Linked DNA regions of Pan troglodytes: region 2 is linked to region 1. The links are chromatin contacts, called in public capture Hi-C maps. All regions are on one chromosome and are shown on one strand. Each heading gives the region's core, a stretch centred on a gene start, on an enhancer-like site or on the middle of the called end of the contact. The rest is flanking DNA. Distances are from core to core; before and after follow the strand shown.

Region 1 (3,419 bases), core at 459-2,958:
TGTGGAAGTTAATTTTTTTCTTTAAACACTGTATGTGTTTAAGGAAATGGCTTTGGAGACATAATCTTCACTTTAATATAGTGACAAGGTTTACTGCTCTGAAGTTCCACTAGATGGAGACATTTCATCATTAAAAATAACAATACCCAGCTCTTCCCCCTCCACCCTCTCCCGCCCAGCCTGGGAAATGCTCCAAAATGGCGAGGAAAAAATTAAGTGCTTGTAGCAGAGGCTTATTGTTTTTTAATGCAAGATAACCTTCATCAAGTTAGTTCTAATTGAATTAAATTAAGAAAAAAATGGCTAGCATCAATTTTAGGGTATCTGAGACTGTCAATGGGGGCGGGAAGCCAATATATTTTGCTGCAGGTTGGGACAAGTCCAGCCTTATTCAGGTGATCTGGCATTAATGAAGTCATTTCCAATTCAAATCTAGCATTAACTATCTCATTTTGGTCTAGGTACCTAAATAGTGTAGCACAGATCAGAATGCAATTATCAGCTCATTCTGAAGTCATGAATCAGGAATTCATGATTTTCTCACTTGACCCTATTAATCTCACAAGGGTTTTCAGCTACTCATGAGAAAGATAAAATCCTTGATTTCTCTTTTTCTAGGCTTTCTAGGGTCATCTTCTTCATCAAAGGAGACATAAAGTGACAAAGATTCAATGTTTATTATGTAGTAAACCTCACATGTTGAGCCTAGAGAGGCTGGTACAGACTCAAAATATTCATTGAGAGACGTTGAGCGAGTGAATTAAGTCATCTTTTTGATACACTAGAAGCACCAATTCACCTATAAATAGATATACTCTATATTCATGTTGATTTAGGAAAATAGGATCTCTACTATGTTATCTTTTATTTCTTGAGTTACTGTGGGTAATTAGCATTGTTAAAGCTGTATTTCTTTAAACGGTTCTTATAGTTCAGATTTTTCAGTTTGCACTTGGTGAGATATTCTTTGTTATCTTGCTCTAATTCAAATATATGATTTAAAGCCTGGCGCTGGTTTAGAATGGCTTTTAAGGTTTTATAACAGCTGTCTCTGTTCCTCTGATTTAAAGACTTGCTAAAAGATTCTGTGCCCCCACCACACCCCACACCAAGAAAAGAGTCTACCCCCAAACCCCAAAGTTGCTCGTAGGCTTGTGGGCCCCGGAGCTGGGAGCCCTAGAGCCTTGGAGCCAGGGAGTAGTTATTTGCCAACAGAAGTCAGCCTTGATCTGCTCAGTAGTGTAGCATTTTATGTCGGTAACAATTTTATCAAATGCTTGGGTGGGGCTCTAAACCAGGATTTCTTTTTATCACAATAGGAAAAAAAAAAACAACAAACCTGCCCTCAGCTGTGACCAATACTCCACTCTGTGTAAAACATGTATTACATTTTAAAGAGTCACTGTTCGTAGATGGTAAACGACTAGTCTTGAAATGTGAAAACAAGGAATAAAATGGATGAACTTAAATACTTTGCAAAAGGGGTTCAAATTTAATAATGTCCTAATACATGACACTGAGCACTTACAACGGGTCAATGAAGCACCTTTGCCCCTTGCTGGGTAGCAGGAACACCGCCTCTGGGTACATACATACATGCACATCCCACGGTGTATGTTGTACTTTAACAAAGCCAGCCCTGTGGCCTCCAGCGCCACCAGGGCTCCACCAGGGAAGGGAGTGGGAGGACACACACTAGGAGGTGTGGCAGCTGCCCTGGCAGAACAGAGCCCCATTCCTCCCTCTCCTCTGAGGACCAGAGCCAGAGGCGGGAGAGGATGGGGGAGGGGAGGAGCCGTGTGCCATCTGCTTCCGTATTATTGCTTTGTTTTTCCTTCACTATTTTCTCTTCCCTGTTATTACCCTTGACTTCAGGATATTGTCTTGTTACACAAACCTTATTTTTCTTTTCTATAACCTTGAGAAAGGGAATTTTAAAATTCCACTGATATGGAATTCCATTGGCAGAAAGGAAGAACATTAAGAGGAAGAGAACCTTTGTAATATTTTCCTCTACAAGAACAGGGTTGGAGGCTCAAAGGACTCTGTAAACATCAAAGGCCATGCATGGAAGTCACAAAATAGAGATTGAGACAGATTGGATCCTCCTTAAGTTTTTCTCTAAAATTTCAATTTGGTGACATTGCAGATCGTTTCCAGATTAACAAAGGAAGAAGCCATGGGACTGACACTGGCAGGGACTGACTTTCCAACGCCCTCCAGCGTAATGCACAGACAGACGTGCAGTGTGGACAAAGCCTCCTGAGAGCTGGGTCTGCGCTCTTACTATTCCTTGGTTCTTGCAGTTGAAAGTTTACAAATAGTCTTGAAATTTCTAATCAACCTTGGCATGTAGGGGAGGCTAAGGGGCGGAGGATTTCAGAATTCAAAGTTAATGGACTCCAACAAGCAGCAAAATAACAGCAAGGAGGTATACCCAGAGAGATCAAAGCCCAATCCCCTCCTCCCCAGCCCCAGTCAACTCTCCAAAGCTTCCTGTCACTTGAAGGTTCCCATCCCCTTTGATAAAGTATCTGGGCCTTTCCCAGATCAAACCTGACACTGTTCTCAGGATGCCTCCCTGCACCTCGCCCTGGGCTCTGCCACCTGCCAGCTCTGTGCTCTGGGGCAGTTTCCTAATCTGGGCCTCTGGCTCCTCAGATATCAAACGATGACGTCGATGCATACCTCAGACAGTAGTGGAAGAATGCATGAGAATGTTTGTAACTTAGCTCATGGCTGGTACATCAGGAGCCTTCAATGAATGGTAGCTGTTTATTATTTTTTAAAAACTTCCTGTGGCTACAGGAGGAGGACTCCTGGGGGGCAGGTAACACTCTTCTTGACCTGGCTGGTGGCCACACAGGCATGTTCAGCTTGTGAAAATTCAGCAAACTGTATACTTTTTGAAAATTGTGGTAAAATATAGGCAACATAAAATTTATCATTTTAATCATTTTTAAGTGTACAGTTGAGTGGCAGTAAGTACGTTCACACTGTTGTGCAACATCACTGTGTACACTTTTGATACGTGCACTTTTCTGCATGTGTTCCAACAAAAAGTTAAAAAAACAACACCCCACACCTTTGTTAATGATGACAATCCTAATATATGTTTGAAAACCCTGTGGCTATATAGACCGTGCCTTCTGATGTCTCGAAGAGAGTCGTTGGCCCTTTATGGCAGTATTCAGTTCTTGCTGTTGAAAGGTGGCATATTCTCACTGCATGGTTCTGTGAGCCAGGGGGCATTCCAGGGAAGGGTGGGCTTTCCAAGGAGGCAGTTTTCAGGCCTGAAGGAGGCCCCTGTGGCAATCAGCACTCCTCTTTCCTGGGATGTGCAGTGTGACCAGGGCTGCGTCTTACTCCCTCTGGCATATCCTTCTGGGAAAGCTGAGGAGCCTGGCTCCAAGTCCTTC
Region 2 (3,419 bases), core at 295-2,794, 150 kb after region 1:
AAGAAAATTAAAAACAATTCATTCTTCATATGGAGTATCACTGGCATAGGTTAGAGACATTGCTAAAAAGTTGACTAATGGGAGTGAAAAATAATTACTTATGTTATTATTTTATAAAACTCAGATAATATAAGATTTTTTAAGTTTAATCTATATGGACATATGTTTTTAAGTTTTAAAAATTTTATTTCTGAAAAGATTCTGAAGAGAACTATTTTATAGGTCTAACATATTTTTAAAATGTCAGTTAATAAATCAATACTTTTTAAATTCTATCCATTTAATTATTTGCTGACTCTTTTCAATTTAAATTATGTGGTTCTCCATCTCTAACTCTCTTGGCTCCCCCCCGACACACAAGGTAAAAATATGAGATGTATTTATGTTTTGAGAAAATTTGCTAAGAGTGTCACAATAATTTTCTGGTGAGAAAATACATAAGCAGTATCCAAACAGGCAACTCCCCACCTCACCCCAGAACACCCCCAATAAAGGCACACTTTTAAAGCAAGCCTGATGATTTCCCTTCCAAAATTACTAGGTATTTCAGAAACAGCAGGTTTTAAAATACATCATCTTAAATGCAGCATCATCCTCATATGAATGTCAAAGAGAGATGAAATGCAATTAAAAAGAGCTAACTGTTTTTTTCTCCCCCTCTCTCATTTGAGTGTTCTGGTAACTACTTACAAATTATACTTGGAAATGAATCCTTTCATAAACTGATACTTTATTTAGCACATGAGAACTGAATAAAAATGAAGAGCATTTCCCCTTGTATTTAGAGACATTTCTACTATTCACCCTGTTACCTTTACAATATGAAACTGAAGGATCACACACAGTAAAAATTCTCCTCTAATCTCCAGCATCACAGTAAATTCATTAGAGAAAGGCTTGAAATTCTAATACTTTCCACTGACCTGAGGCCCGAAGGCAACTGAGGTCCTTCTCAGGGAAAAACTGCCACTAGCTAAACAATGGGAAGCCAGAAACCCCACACTACCTTGAAACATCAGGTGGAAAACTCTGCCGCTTGAGGACACAATCTTACACTTCTTGCCCCAAATGAACCTAGGACAGGTATACTAAGCCACGATTTATCAAAGGAAAAATGGTATACTATAAGAGTATAGGTAAATTTGTCACAAATAAAAAAGTTTAAGCAGTTAAAATATAGCCCAAATGCAGAGTGGCAGGTTTGAAATATACACTTACTACCTAACAATATAAAAAGATGTTACTTTATTTCTGCATGATTGAATTCAACTTGATTATGATCATTGCATTTCTACTTATGGCAGAAAAAAAAAAAAACAATCTTACTCGTTACAGGTAACCTAGTGGCTTCAGAGTTAAAACTTTAGTTGCTTCAGGGCAATCAGTCAAATTAAATTCACTTCAAGCTGCCGGGCTGTGTTCCGGGCTGTGTTCCTTTCGTTCTCCTTCTTCTCCCCAGGGAGATTACAGACCATCACAGTGATGGGGAGAGGATTGAGTCTAAGTGCTGGCCTCTGGCCTCTGTGGGATGTCTTGTTCCTTTGTCATTGGGTGCTGGCCTGGTTTGGCTGATGAAGCTGGTCAATACCTCACTGGGGCTCAGTAGTATCTGTGGCCACGATCCCAGCCAGCCTCCAGCAGGGAGACTGGCACACTTCCCTTCTGTGCCCTCTCTATTCTGACCCTAGATATCTCAGTACCTTTACATCCACCCAAGGGCATAAGCAGGACTGTCGGGATTTCCCCACGCCATGTACAGGTTTTGGGGAACTGGGAAGGAACATCACCTCAGGGCCCATTTCTACCTAAACACACCCCACTGCAGGGCAAACTACAAGGTGGTTTCCTTCCAGAGTCCCAGAGAGGAGGCAGGGCACCAGTGCTCTCGGCTTACAGGGGGTCGCTCACCTACCTGGGCCTTCTATCATCTCAATAACCCCGTAAGCAGAAGCCCAGGACAACTGGGTGCTAGATCTCAGTGACCCATCCATTTCTTAACCCTGGAATCCTCTGAATCTCTGCAAGCTCCTCCTTCCAACCCAGGAAGCAATTTTCTCCTTCTTGGGCTAACGGAAGTGATCCTGTAGCCTCCCTCCTCCGTGGCTTAATGTACAGTATATGCCAGGCCTTCTGAGATTTGGCTGCTTGGAAACCACAAACCATTTTTCTTCTAACAAAGCCTGTCTCTTTTACATGAAGGCTTGGGCTAACTCTGTTCTCTGAAACAGGTTTTAAGGGCCTGTTTTGGAAGTCAAAAGCTGAACAATGTCTTCTTTGTCGTTGACCATGTTCTGTCCTCCCCTTGAAGTGATGGAATCCCTAGCTTCAATGGGGGAGACTCCCAGGGCAACAAGAATTAGGAGGAAGGGAAAGTAAATTGAATACCAGTTCAAAATATTATTCCCACTAAACTAGCTGCTCATAACGCAAGGTCTCAGAGGTCCCAGAACACTTATCTAGGATTTAAAAAAAAAAAAGAAAAAAAAAAGTGCAACACACTGACAGGCCATTCTCCTAGAAGATACCATTTATATCATTATACATTTATATTTGAACCAAGGGCAAGGGGAGCCTATGGCTTTCCGTTTCTTGAGTTCTTCCTATCCAATATCCTCAGTCTCTGTTCTACTGTTGAGTGGAGGTCCAAAACCACCCCTGCATCAGCATCGTTTTGGAACTCTCCACTTCCCTGGGTTTCCTCAACTGAGGGCCCCCTCACCTTTGTCACTCCTCTTCCGTACCTGCTGTGCCCACTCATCACATCCCTGAGGCCTCAGACCCTTCTTTATCTATCACCTCCAATCCAAGCTCACGCCCCTTCCAGCCTGAATACTAGTTTCAGCTGATTCATATGATGTTTTCTTTAGTCTCTTAGAGCAACCTATTATTCAAACCAATGCCCAACTCTAAGTCACCGCAAGGCCAGATTTTTCATTCCAAAGTGACAAGTATTACCAGGCAGAGTCACAAAATTGGGCTAAAGGGAACTATAAACATACGTGCAAATTCCAATGGGGCCTCACTCCATATTTTTTATCCATCTATTTACACACTGTGCTACAGTTTAGTGGCTGGCTGAATTTTTTCTAGATTCTCCAAGCCCACTCTCCCTTCTTCAAATCTCTCAACATGAGATGACAGTTCAGCCTCCAGTTCATAGAAAAGTTCCAGGACACTCCACTCCTTTGAACTTCTTTCTTCTTACATGCAAATTTCACTGTATCTTTATTTATCTTGCAGTAATAGTTAAAATCACACAGGTAAAGTACATAGCACCACGATACCTGCCATTTAGCAGGCATGCGATCTTGTTTTGTTCTTGTCTGTTCTCTTTCCCTCTGAGTGACTGCTACTTTCTATTACTTTGAGGGTTATAGTGGGTTCAATGGTGCCAACCCCCCAACCACAAAAAACAAAAA

What was found. Capture Hi-C pulls out chosen DNA fragments and counts their contacts.
Region 2: a capture Hi-C map of stem cell-derived neural stem cells shows a contact between it and region 1, with 3 times the contacts expected there. The contact joins two enhancer-like sites. A contact is called at or near these places in 3 of 7 Hi-C or Micro-C datasets (blood, induced pluripotent stem cells and stem cell-derived neural progenitor cells), 1 of 1 datasets of contacts at active chromatin or transcription factors (stem cell-derived excitatory neurons) and 1 of 1 other capture datasets (stem cell-derived neural stem cells).

Annotation. Positions count from the first base shown.
Region 1 is chr5:123,639,148-123,642,566 of NHGRI_mPanTro3-v2.0_pri, forward strand. The region is part of intron 6 of FYN (FYN proto-oncogene, Src family tyrosine kinase); the gene reads right to left. Among named protein-coding and RNA genes, the nearest start is that of TRAF3IP2, 110 kb to the left of the region's middle. Within about 2 kb of position 1,709, at least 12 of the 24 cell types and tissues checked have an H3K27ac peak or open chromatin away from gene starts, as enhancers often do. A contact at or near this core is called in stem cell-derived neural stem cells, where this site is marked.
Region 2 is chr5:123,787,622-123,791,040 of NHGRI_mPanTro3-v2.0_pri, forward strand. All of the region lies in intron 1 of FYN (FYN proto-oncogene, Src family tyrosine kinase), which reads right to left. Among named protein-coding and RNA genes, the nearest start is that of FYN, 15 kb to the right of the region's middle. Within about 2 kb of position 1,545, at least 5 of the 24 cell types and tissues checked have an H3K27ac peak or open chromatin away from gene starts, as enhancers often do. A contact at or near this core is called in stem cell-derived neural stem cells, where this site is marked.